Linked DNA regions of Astyanax mexicanus: region 2 is linked to region 1. A link is a contact called in public Hi-C data. All regions are on one chromosome and are shown on one strand. Each heading gives the region's core, a stretch centred on a gene start, on an enhancer-like site or on the middle of the called end of the contact. The rest is flanking DNA. Distances are from core to core; before and after follow the strand shown.

What was found. Hi-C and Micro-C count contacts between places; a contact is called where the count stands out from the background.
Region 2: a Hi-C map of muscle shows a contact between it and region 1, with 7 times the contacts expected there. The contact joins the promoter of klf6a here to the enhancer-like site in region 1. A contact is called at or near these places in 2 of 3 Hi-C or Micro-C datasets (both in muscle).

The regions. Positions count from the first base shown.
Region 1 is chr6:47,942,845-47,949,102 of AstMex3_surface, forward strand. No RefSeq gene overlaps it. Among protein-coding and RNA genes, the nearest start is that of ccny, 37 kb to the left of the region's middle. Within about 2 kb of position 4,992, the one cell type or tissue checked has an H3K27ac peak away from gene starts, as active enhancers do.
Region 2 is chr6:48,162,857-48,169,545 of AstMex3_surface, forward strand. It overlaps klf6a (Kruppel-like factor 6a), which reads left to right and starts at 5,263. Exons shown (of 4, transcript XM_007238620.4): 1 at 5,263-5,848. The coding sequence starts at 5,747. All of the region lies in intron 2 of LOC107197132, which reads right to left.

The DNA of each region.
Region 1 (6,258 bases), core at 3,742-6,241:
TCAGTGGGAATGAATGGAATCCACTCAAGCGTTCATTATGGGAGCACACTCAGGCTTTTGTGTAGTTCCTGACCTTACCATTCTCTGTAATGTTCAGGTGCACCTATTAGTGTTTTGTAAGTCCTGCTTATCTCGTGACATTATAATTTAGTAGCCGACCTTGTAGGCAATGTCAGATGTTCACGTGAAAGCTTAACTTCTATGAAAGTCTCCTCGAGAGTTTAAAGGGGGAGGTGCTACACTCAGAGAAGAGCACCCTACTAGAAAAAGAGGATCCAGATCAAGGTTTTGGCCCTCAGCGGAGAGACGATATGCACAAAAGTATTGGGACACCTGCTCAAAAATCTTGTGCCAGTTGATCATTTGTTACTCAAAATATCAATATCAGTGTTTTCATACTTAGTAGTTTAGTAAATAACTTGCTTTTGTGTTTTAGGACTTGAAGATCTGATCTCATCAAATCAGTCAAATCAAATTTATGCATAAACACAGAAAATCATGCATTATTGATTTACAGACATTCTTCTGCACTGTTCAGTATTTATAATAAACACTATCCATTAAAATACACTTGTCTCAACTCTAATCCTGATCTCCTTGATCACCACAGCACGCCCCAAGTGGAAACTGTGTTAAACCAAACTCCCCACATTTGGACGACAGTGTGGTAACCAGACGTTCCTCATAAAAGAACTGAAAGTAAAGTGTGAGTGTGAGTGTTTGTGTGTGTGTGTGTGTGTGTGTGTGTGTGTGAGAGAGAGACTGCACTAAGGAGGAGATGTGTGAGGAATTAACCCCTGGATTAACTCTGAGCACATCTCAGCATGAGTCACCACGTTTCTCTCCTAATGACATCCAAATGACACTCAATCCCCCCAAAAGAAAATCCATGGGATCTATAGGAGCACGTCAGCTTGTTGCAGCCAAACTCCAGCCTCAGATTTTCACAGAGGGGTCGAGTCTGGAGATCAATCTGTTTACAAGCTGGAGATCAATCTGGCCACACGGCGCTGGTGGTGGTGTGGTACAGCGTCTTTACTGACGAAACAGTCTCAACTTCCTGGAAAAACCCTCACATATCAACCCATCCCCCCATATCTCTCTCTCCCTCTCTCCCCACCATCTCTCCACCATGCCTCAAGTGCTGTATTGTATTTCAAACAGGCCATTTCTCACTGTCAGTAATGTGCATCAGATCCCACTATCACTGGGTTAAGAGACTCAATCCGCCCAAATGCTTTTTACCCACAGCTACGGGGGGCTCGCTACAGGAAATCACATTTAAAGTTGCCCCTCATATCTCGGACTTTGCTTTCAGTGGCGTGGAAATCACGCGGCCTGCAAATAGAGAGCAGATACGGTAATCCATCTTGATCTCATTTGTGCTCAGTGGCAGCTTTTGACTAATATTTTCCTTGATTTGCAGCCACAGGCCTGGAAGTGTGACGAAAGTCCTTCAGCCAGACTGAGTTCCAACGTTTTAACTGCATACAAAACATTAAAACTAACTGGCTTTTGAACTGTGTAGAAATACTGAATGTAGTATATGTAGAGAAAACGGTCAATGTTGAGTATACAGAAATACAGTATTCAAGATAAATACTCAACACCAGGCAGGGTGTTTATGATGGACACTATTATCCCACAATGCAAATCTGGAACAGTTTTAGACAAAAACATGTTGAATAACCATGCCAGTGAATCGGCAACAACAGCTGGACAACTTAAACTGACATTGCAAACCCCCACTTTTTTACTATTTTACTAAGATTAGTATGTAGTAGGAATGTACCGATGTGATCCAGTGCCTCTACATCTGGGAGGCATATTTTAATGTATCGGATACCAGCTATTTTAATCCAAATCCAGTTCCAAGTCTTTGTTTTATCCACATTTTTCAGATCTAGAGTCCTCAAGACTTCATTATCAAACATTATTTCCCAGCCAGCATCACTAAGGGGAGTTCTCAGAAGGTAAATAAAAGAGTTTACTTAGAGTCTGCAGTGTGAGACTATTTTACAGTGGAGCAAGAAAACATACCATAATCTCTAAAACTACATCAAACTATCAGCCAAATGCTTTGTTGTCTGACAGCAGGAGAACTGCACACCTTACTTTGCTTTAAAACCAGCACAAAACAGTGTGTTTAGAACCAAGTGGGCGCTAATGCTAACGCTAATGTTCATAATATAATACGCAAACGTTGCAGAAACATAGCATAAGTCATAGCACATTCACCCACTAAACAACAGTTACTACACATCAGTAGTCGACCGAAAACAACAGATATCAGATATCAGTCCAGAAGGGGTACTACTACAGAAGCTAGGAGCAGAATGGTCAGGTAGGTTGGTCAGACTTTTAAACAGAAAAGTCTAAAAACTGAATTAAATAAGTCTGCCCAGAATGTCTTATTTTATACAGTACCAGTCAAAAGTTTGGACACACAGTGTCATTCAATGTGTTTTCTTTCTTTTATGCTTTTTTACATTGTCAATTATAATATTAAAGACTTTAGTGTTAAACAAACCAGTATTATGTTTTATACTTTAGATTATTCTAAGTATCACTTATTTTTTTGAGGACAGATCTGCACACTCTTGGTATTTTAATCTCAGTGTCTTCATGAGGGAGAGTCACCTGGAATAGTTTTCTCAGCGTCTTGAAGGAAGGAGTTCCTGGAGGTGCTGAACAATATTTGCTGCTTTTCTTCACGCTGTGAAGCTCCAGCTCATCCCAATTAAATCACCTCAAATCACCATCTCAGTTCATCAGGTTTAGATGAGAAGATTGAGTCAGGTGGAGGACTAACACTTGTTTTTTTACTGTTTACTACATAATTCCATATGTGTCTCTTAATTGTTTTCATATCTTTAATACTAATCTACATTGTAGGAAATAAATTAAATAAAGAAACCTTTGACTGGTACTGTAAACTCTTGCCAAATAGAGTTATCAGTATTAATTAGCAGCACATCTTCTCTAAACTGTATTATTGGCTATTAATAAACATTATATTATATGGCCATTCTATGGCTGTATTATTTATACACACACAAATATCAGATTGGATCAGTATTGGCTAAAATCCAGCTTTAAAAGACAAAATAATCTGATCAGAACTTTCGTACTATACAGTATATATCTTATGGTATTGGTGTGTCAGACACAATTGAGATGAAGCCTAGGATTGCTGTAAGGAACTGGAACGCACACACACAAGTCTGGAGTGCTCGGAGAGCTGTGATTGGTTAATAAATTTGGCTAATACAATCTTTTCCGTTGTGGAGAGAGGAAAAAAAGGAGAAAGTATGTGTTGGTGACGAGAGCCGAAAGTTTCCAGCTTGAGCCGGCGTCAGGGTATCCTTGAATGACCTCTGTGTTTTACAGGCAGAGCTAAATGCAGCAAGTGGCCATTTCCAAAATTAAAGTCTTTCACTTTCAGGGAAGGAGACGGAAAAGAGAGGAAGAAAGACGAGTGCCACCAGAGTGTGCAGACACTCAGATTTATTGTTGGGGGAAGAAAAACGAGGGAAAAAAGAAACTGGAGTGACATTTAAATAAATATAAAAATCAGACTTTTCTGAATGATCAGAGATCAGAGAAACAGATGCACAGATATACTAAACAAATATGTCCAGATGTTTGTGGACACTCCTTCTAATTAAAGTTGCACCCATTGCTGACACAGATGTGTAAATATACATGCAGCTTGTGTAGTACCTGTAGAGAAATATTGCTAAAGAGGAATTTGGAATGATGGTGATCCATCCAGTACTTTTCGGATGAGTTGGGGAGTTGGGGACAGGGGGGCAGGTGATCATTGAATATCTAATACTCTTCCTTTAACAGCTACCCCAACAAAAGTAGAAGAAACTCTATATTAATTTCTTGATTCCAGGTGAATTAATACATTAGCGGTGTCCCAAAACATTTGTCCATATAATGAAGTTTATACTAAAGCCAGAGAAAGAAGATTTTCCTTTGGAAAGAAGACATGAAGTAAGACAGAGAGAATGAAATGAGAGATGACACAAATTATTAAAAGAAAGAGAGATATGTCATTTAAAAGTGTGAAGAAAGAAAGGTAGATGATAAAATAGAGGATAAAACTGGAGAAATAGAACAGAAAAGTAGAAAGTGGAAAAAAAGACAAAGAAAGAAACAAAGAAAGTACCAATCAAAAAAGTATTAGGATAAATCATAGGAAAAATCATGGATGAGGATAAAGAGACCATTTCAAATTAATGGGTGAGAATGACTGATAAAGGGAACAAATAAAATAAAACAAAAGAAACTGGACAAAACAGATAGATATAAAAAGGGCAAGATGTAGAAGGTGTGTAAGAGAGAGAGAGTGAAGGAAAGAGAGAAAGAAGATGAAAAAAGAAGAAAGAGAAGAATGGAAGGAGAAATAAGAATAAACAACAAGATTTAAAGACAATATTAGAAAAAAAACAGGATGAGAGAATGATTGAGAGAGTATAGAATAAGTATGCAGGGAAAAAAGGAAAAAGTAAGAAGATGAAATGAGGATAAAGAAGAACTAGTGAAATTAAAGGAAAAAACAATAAAAGAGGAAGAAAGAGAGGAAATGAAAATGAGACGAATAATGAGATATTCTAGGATGAGATGAATAGAGCGAAGAAAAGAAAGAGAGAGAGAGTCAGGGAGAGAGAGATATAGGAGTGAATTTTAATCTAGAGTTTGAAGCTACTCTTCCCTCATCTCTCGCGCTCGTCTCTTTGATGTGTACGCAGCATAGCCATTGTTGTCAAGATTGTTGTCAATAGTGATTGTTGTCATGAGCAACCAGTGTGTGACATAATAATGGAGAAATGTGAAAGGTTTCCCAGGAGAAAGCTGGTGAGGAAGCAGCTAAACAAACCTGGCAGAGTCTGAGATCTGCAGCTCAGTGATCTCACTTCTTCCACTCGTCCTCAGATGCCCTGCTCTCTCTCTGTTACAGCATGTTTGCAGTTTTCTGACCGGCTGTGGTCTGGGTGTTTGTTTGTAGCCTGTCCGCATTGCTGTGACACTGACCGCTGGCCTGGACCGCTCTACTCTGTGGGGCTGTTTTAGCTGTGCAGGTCAACTTACCGCCCAGAACACATTTATTATTATTGCTGCAAACAGCAGATCATTTACTCTTTTTTTCTAATCTAGAAACCACCTAGCAACTCCACAACAACCACCTTGGATACCAATTTACCATAACATACTATAACAACACCATAAATACCACTCGTGAAATATCATTGTAGAAACACTGCAACCACTTAGCAGCATCATAGCAACCAGCTATGTAGCAATAAAAGAGAAATCACCTGAAATACCACAGCAACCACATGTGACACCACCAAATCCATCCGAGCAACTGACTACAGTATAAACACCATATCAACTAGCTTATCAACACAGAAAACTACACAAACTACATGGAAAATCACATCAGCCACACAGAAACTGTAACTTAATAAAAGAAGAAACTTTTCTATTATTTTACAATATACAGCTCTGGAAATAATTAAGAGATCACTTCAGTTTCTGAATCAGTTCCTCTGATTTTGCTATTTATGGGTTTATGTTTGAGTAAAATTAACATTAATAAAAATATTGTCATTTAGAGCATTTATTTGCAGGAAATGAGAAATGTCTGAAATAACAAAAAAGATGCAGAGCTTTCAGACCCCAAATAATGCAAACAAAACAAGTTAATGTTCATAAAGTTCAGAAATCAGTATTTGGTGGAATAACCCTGGTTTTTAATCACGGTTTTCATGCATCTTGACATTTTCTCCTCCACCAGTCTTACTCTACTGCTTTTGGATAACTTTGTGCCACTGCTGGTGCAAAAATTCAAGCAGTTCAGTTTGGTTTGATGGCTTGTAATCATCCATCTTCCTCTTGATTATATTTCAGAGGTTTTCAATTGGGTAAAATCAAAGAAACTCATCATTTTAAGTGGTCTAATTTTTTTCCCAGAGCTGTATTTGCTATTTGTATTGCTCTCTTTTAGGATCGTTTTCAAGAGCTCAACATTATTTCAACACCAGAATGTTGAGCCTGATTGTGTAATTTAGGATGCTGAACAGCTTTTAGATCAAACTTATGTTTTTTGTTTGTACACAAAACAAACAATGCCACAGTAAAACACATACACTATAATATCATTTATCTCTAATTATTAAAAGGATTATTTGCTCTGCATTGTGCCTCATTTAAAATGTTGCGAGGACTAAAATACTTTTTTATGCC
Region 2 (6,689 bases), core at 4,013-6,512, 220 kb after region 1:
TAAATGAAATATTCAGGTAAAAAGTATTATTTAAAGTGGTATATTTCATTATTTGTTTTATTACAGAGTCTGTGGCCCGTGACTTCAAATATATTTCTCCTTCTGGCCCCCAACAACAAAGTTTGGACACCCCTGTTCTATAGTATAAAAATACAAATAAACTTATTGAAATAATACAAAAATTACACTATATGCAGAAACTTCTAATCTAAATATCGAATTTTTACACTACTGCACTTCAGATCAAGAAACAAACAAGAAACCTTTCTCAAATCCTTTGATACAAAGTCATTAATTATGTCATCCCACCCCCTCTCCATCTCATACTTCCCAGTGGGAGACCCTCACAGGCTGTAGCTAAGATGCCGACTGGCCATTGGAAAGTTCAGGAATGTTTCTCATTGGGCCAGTGTTGTGAGGGTCGGTTGTTTTGCCCCTACTCTGGCATTATATAGCCTATATGAAGCAGTCAAGGCAGACACCTGGATAGAAAGAGAAAAGCATAGCCAGATTTGGAGGAAAAAACACCAAATAAAAAAATAAATATCTCACAGGCTTTCCAAATCTCACTGCTAAGTTGCAAACAACTTAAAGTCATCAATTTACTCCTTAATCATGTTTTGTTTATGCTTTAACAGCAATAATGGCACATATTGTCAATGTCCAATGAAAAACATGTATCTCCAAAATGCTTTCTTCAGTGGAGGAGCCAAAAATGTTATTAGCTTTGGGTTTTTGACGCTTTGAGATACAGAGTTTAGACAATGAAGAAATCTAAAAAATGTCAAAATGTACATGTTTTTCATTGCACAGCAGGTACAATACATTACTGACTAATTAAAACATTTAGCTGTTTTTCAAGTTGTTTTTAATAAAAAAGAAAGATCATAATCTAAACCCACATTTTGAATATTCCTAAAAATTAACAGTTCACTGCTGATTTAAAAGGAGTATTTTATTATATTATATTGTTATTATATCAGTGAAATAAAACAGTCCTAAAACAACAATAATATCCTTTACTGCAGCAACTCTAGGAACAATATCTCATAGATAGCAGCATTACTCTGTTTTGTGAGGTTGTGTAGGTTGCCTGATGGATCTTTACCACATTCTGCACTTCTGAGCCACACCATTCACTAGGGGGCACATTCACTGTAGGCCACACTGTCAAAGGCCACACGATACACACTGTCCGAGCCTCTGGTTTAGCCTCAGCCACAACACCATGAATACTCTGTGCAGCACACAGATATAAAGCAGCCCATTAAGACACTCAAATTCTTGCTTCCGAAATTGTATCCTGTTTCCACCAGAATAGAAAGAAAATAGCAGGGGGGAAAAAACTGCCTCTCGCTGAGCTTAAAGGGACGGACGAGATTAACAGGCTTGGCCGTCATCAATGATGCTCTTTCAGTTTCAGTGCAGGCAGGACACAGAGAGGCAGAGACACTGTCCGGCATGCTTGCACTTTGACACGGTTTGGAACAGTCGCGGCGAGTCCACAGAGACACACAACAGAGAAAAAAGAAAAGAGAGGGGGGGGGAAAGAAAAGCATGCTTGAAATGGCTTTGAAGGCTGAGGCTGTGGCGCTCCATCACCATATGACTGAATCAGATGCTACAACCTACAAAATATGCCCTCAGCTGAGAGCCACAATGGGGATTCAGTTCTCCGGAGGTTAGCACCAGACTATACAGCGGCGGTACACAATGGACTTCTGTTCGGAAAATGTTAAAGTGTTGTTCACCACTTCTCAGTAGAACTGAGTAACGGGTGGCTGTGTAAATTAACTTCGTCCTACGTCTTATGTAATTTCAGAAAAAGAGACGTTTCTTCACTTAGGCCTCATCTAAGCAATTAAGCAACTATTTTGAGAAAGGACAGAGGAACCATGTTTCAAATTTTGGTTGCAAAATGCAGCACAGAGCTTTAGAAGAGAAAAGCCTGGTGTCAATTTAGCATCAGCAGTGTGGTTTCAGGGGAAACAAACCCAGTCTTTTACACAGTTAATGTAACACATACAAAAAAAAATAAATATATCAAAAAATGGAAACTTTACAGGAGAAGGATAAAATCTATGTAAACTGATTTCACAGCAAGATATGTGGAGGATTTATATTGGTCCTTTTGTCATAAAATTTGATCACAATGTAAAGTGCATATGCCAGGTAAAAAAGTGAAATCAGAAAAAAAGAATCATCTGACAGCAGCAGTAAAAAATGGCAATCATGTCAGTATGTAAAGCACAGTGTAGTTCAATTTAGTTATTCTTGTCTGAACGTAATTGAAAACTAAAAATCAAAATGGTAACATTGCCCACAATAGCCTATTGGTCCGTTCATGATTAAATTTAAACACAAATGCCAGAGTCACAAGTAGTTGTAGTCACTCAAAATGACGTACAGAAAATCTGTAAAAGTGAAGATACAAAGTTTACTGGACTGGAAAGTATTTTGGAAAGTAGAAGTAGTGAAAAAATCTGATCTGATTGGGAAGTTGTATGACTAAGCATGGAAGAGTGCAGCACAGCTTTCTGTTCTTCTATTAACCCTCAGTAGGCCTCAAGAAACAGGATGTAAAAACTATTTCCTATCATTGCCTTTGAACTCATCATGGCGCCTCTCTGTCAGTGTTCCTGCTTGTCGATAAGCTGATAACCTGCGATTTTTGCTGCATGTTTTTGCTGTGTCAGAAGAGTAGGTTATGGGATCAAAGTAGCATATGTAAAGAAATTCATTTCTGTTCATTTCTTTACTCAGTAACATTGGATATGTATGAACATATATAACCTAAGGGCATCCAGTGCCATGAATAAAACTGGTTTTAAATCTAAAATTTATATTAATCAACATTTCCATACCCTCATTACACAGCTTTTAGCTGCACTCACCTCTACAGACCCAAACAAAGCATTTCACACCAAGTTCTCTAAAAGACTGACATCATAACCATGTAGTTATTCAGAAGTTTTGAAGAATCATAGACTTCCCCCTTTAACCTACATATTCACTATGCTTGTCAAACAGACTTTAAACAGAAACCAGGACAACAGCCTGTAATGAAACTTTGAGCATTTAGATCACTGTTGTGAGTCATGAGCATGGAAAACAGGCCTATGTGGCCCAATCAGTTGGTAAGGTACATTAGTCAGAAAGTCCACTGCAAGGCTCAGCATCTTCCTTCTGGTTTGTGCCTATTTAAAGAGTGGTTTGCTCACATTAGTGCTGATCATAGCTCTCCTCCCCTGACTATGATTCAGTCCATGTGGCTCCCCTGGTGGAAGTGTGTGGTGCTGTGTGTGTTGAGCTCTGTGGTAGTTTGTGGACATGCTTGCTTGTTTAAGAACTGAGCCAAAATCAATTTAAAGGGCAGCAGTGGTAGGCAGTAAAAAGTACATGTATTTTATTACTGTACTAAAGTAGCTTTGTCTTGTATTTGTACTTTACTGAAGTGTTTTAATGTGGGTGCCATTTTATTTGGACTCCAATACATTTGAAAGTCATTACAGTGATTAAAAAACACTTTAACCTGTTAGTAAGTGTACAGTCTAATGTCAGTGTAACAGCTTAAACTTTTGGGAGTTTCTATGGCTACATAAATAATGGAAAAATAATTTCATAGTGAATATAGTAAACTGATTTGTGAACCTGCGCTCAAAGCACGCTTTAGTTTTCCATATTCAAGATATCTGGAATAACAATTTATATGATATCCTATCTGTATCTTTAATCTGAGTTTTTACAAGAGAATATAAAAGTACTAATATATATATAAATCTAGAAAAATAAGATTAGAGGAAACATGGTTCGACGTAAGTTTGTATGGCCGTGATACAGTAAACAGCAAATAAATAGTAAATAAGTGGTAATATTGCACCTAGGGATGGCTATAAATGGTTATTTTAGAATGACTTGCCATACACTTTAGCACTCTAGCTTACTTTAGACAGCTTAAAATTTTTACCAAATTTATATTTAAGCAAATTAATGACATATTTTGATTTTTTTTTTTTGTGTGTGTTTTGGTCCGAGCCTAAGAAAGCGCAAGCAGCTGATCTGAGATTTGTTTTGTCCCCAAACATGAGTTGAAAAATCTGATCTCTAATGACATTGTAATTGTTTTTTGCGGAGAGAAAAATCACAAAGCCCTCTGGTTTGATTAAAGACTACGTCAACTTCCAGTAAAAAGTCTAGGTTGAACCATCTAGGCAAGTGATTTTACATTGCAGATAAACCAGACCATGCTTTAGAAGTTCCGCTCTGGTTCTTTTAGTCCTTTAGATGGTGGTTCGCATTCCCTTTCACACCTGCTACTTTGGTTCGGACCAAACTGAAAAGTCCAAAAGTCTGGACCAAACACCTTCTCTGTGGTAGTTTGTGGACGTGTTTACTTGTTTAAGAACCAAAGCAAAAATATTTTTTTACAGTGTAGTAAGGTTTGTTTTGTATGAAAGACTATGCACGCCACCTAAAATAAAAAAAAAATCCATTATCCATAATTATTAAGTACTTATTATTAAGTAATGTGCTATCTCATAATGTAACTCTCAGAATAATGAATTACTATCTCAAAATATTTAGATTGTATCTCAGAATTATGAGAGTATCTCAAAATAACAACTTACTATCTTAAAATAATGACTTAAAAATGTGCTGGACAGCTGCTGGATTTATTTATTTAGATTTATTTTTTTTTGAGGTAACGGGAACTGGCTTCCATAGTTTTGAAAGTTAATAAAAGTGAATATAAGTGAATAAATAGTAAGAGAGCATTAGGAAAAGAACTTGGCTACTGAAATGCCAAGAGTTCAAAAAAGCCACCAGTATGTACCAGAAATGGAGAAGGTGTTGCTTAAATATGGGCTTGGGGTGATTACAGGCTCTGTAAAGGGAACTGGAGTAAGCTAAAGTGAGCTGAAGTGAGTTAAAGTGGATCTGTGGCACGGAGTGAACCAGCAGCAGCAACACCACCACCGCCGCCACCGTCAAAAAATAAAAAAGCAGAAGCCGAGAGAGTGTGTCTGTACCCAAGTCCTTTATATATGGGTCTAAAAATAGCCGGCCAATCAGAGCGCGGGGCCGGACGATGAGCGGGCCAATGAGGATGGAGAAGAGGCGAGTTGATCTGCATTAGGCGCGGTGATTGGCTCAAGGTGATATCATATGCGCCCGCGCAACCTGGTCGCCTCTGATTGGTCCGTTTGCGGGGAAAAAAATCTGAAAAATAAAGCAAGGGCGGGGGGCGAGGGGGCTGCGAGGTTTGAATAGAGAAGTTTGACAGAGCGCAGCAGCAGCAGCAGGGCTTCCAGCTGAACTTCAGTATCTGAGAGAGAGAGAGAGAGCGCGAGCGAGCGCGTGAGAGAGAGAGAGAGAGAGTGTGTGTGTGTTTGGTCCATGCGAGCAAGCTCTATCCAGCGTGAGAGAGCGTGAGGGACACGCACACAGCACGCACACTCACAGGACCATCCGCGCACAAGCGACGCTCCACTGCTCCGCTGTTGCATGTGCGAGACACACGCACCCGCGAGAATAGTACGACCGAGACGAAGACGAAAGAGAAGGAGGACCCTCTCTCCGCTGTCACGAGCGCAAACGAGGTGGTCTTCCCGACAGAGAGCGAGAAGACAGACGCGGAGAGAAACGACGGGAAGCTCTGCGAGCCCCAGATAACTTTAGAACTTCCACAGCTTTCCCCCCCTTCTGGTTTTACCCCTCTTTCCCTTCTTTCTGCTGGGATTTTGCCATGGATGTGCTACCCATGTGCAGCATTTTTCAGGAGCTCCAGATCGTCCACGACACGGGCTACTTCTCAGCGCTGCCCTCGCTTGAAGAATACTGGCAACAGGTAATTCATTCTTTATAGTGCATGATAGATGGCTTTAAAATGCGCAATGCCCATATAAGTTATATATGCATGGATCCATAGAGAGCGCGAGAGAGAGATATAGAGAGAGTGGTACGCACGCCTCTGATTCAAACACAGGCTGCCCCCTGCTTCTGACTGGCTGAGACTGACACTGTGACTGTGGTTGTGGTTTGCTTTAGCAAAGTGGGCGCCTAACTTGCATTCATATCTGTGTGTGTGTATGCATGGCTTTAAATTTAAATACCAGTAGTGTGTCATGCTTGAATAATACTATAATAACAATAACAGCTTTTTTTGTATGAATTTCCTTATAATACAATAAATAATACAATAATAAAATATTGTGCGCAATACCCACATCGTGAGTAATGCCTTGTCCAAAAACATGGTTCAAAACTGGCTTCTGACTGGCTGACTCTGTCAGTTTAACTATGGTTGTGGTTAGATAGCTAAATGTGCGCCTAAGTTGCATGTATGTTATATAAATATAATATGTGTGTGTGCATGGCGTTAAATTTAAATACCAGTAGTGTCACGCTAAAATAATTATGGCAACAGGTGATAAGAGTAATATATATCTTTATAATAAGCAGAAAACGTATAATAACATTAAAAGCAAAAAAAAAGTAGTCTTATCCACAGCGTTACGCACGCAGCTGATTCAAAAACATGCTTCCCCTCTTCTGACTGGCTGAGGCGCTGTGGTTGTGGTTAGATAGCTAAATGGGCGCCTAACTTGCATGTATGTGAGCTATGTGCGTGTGTGTGCATGGCTTTGAATTGAAATGCCAGCCGTGTCTGTCACGCTTGCACAAGCCTT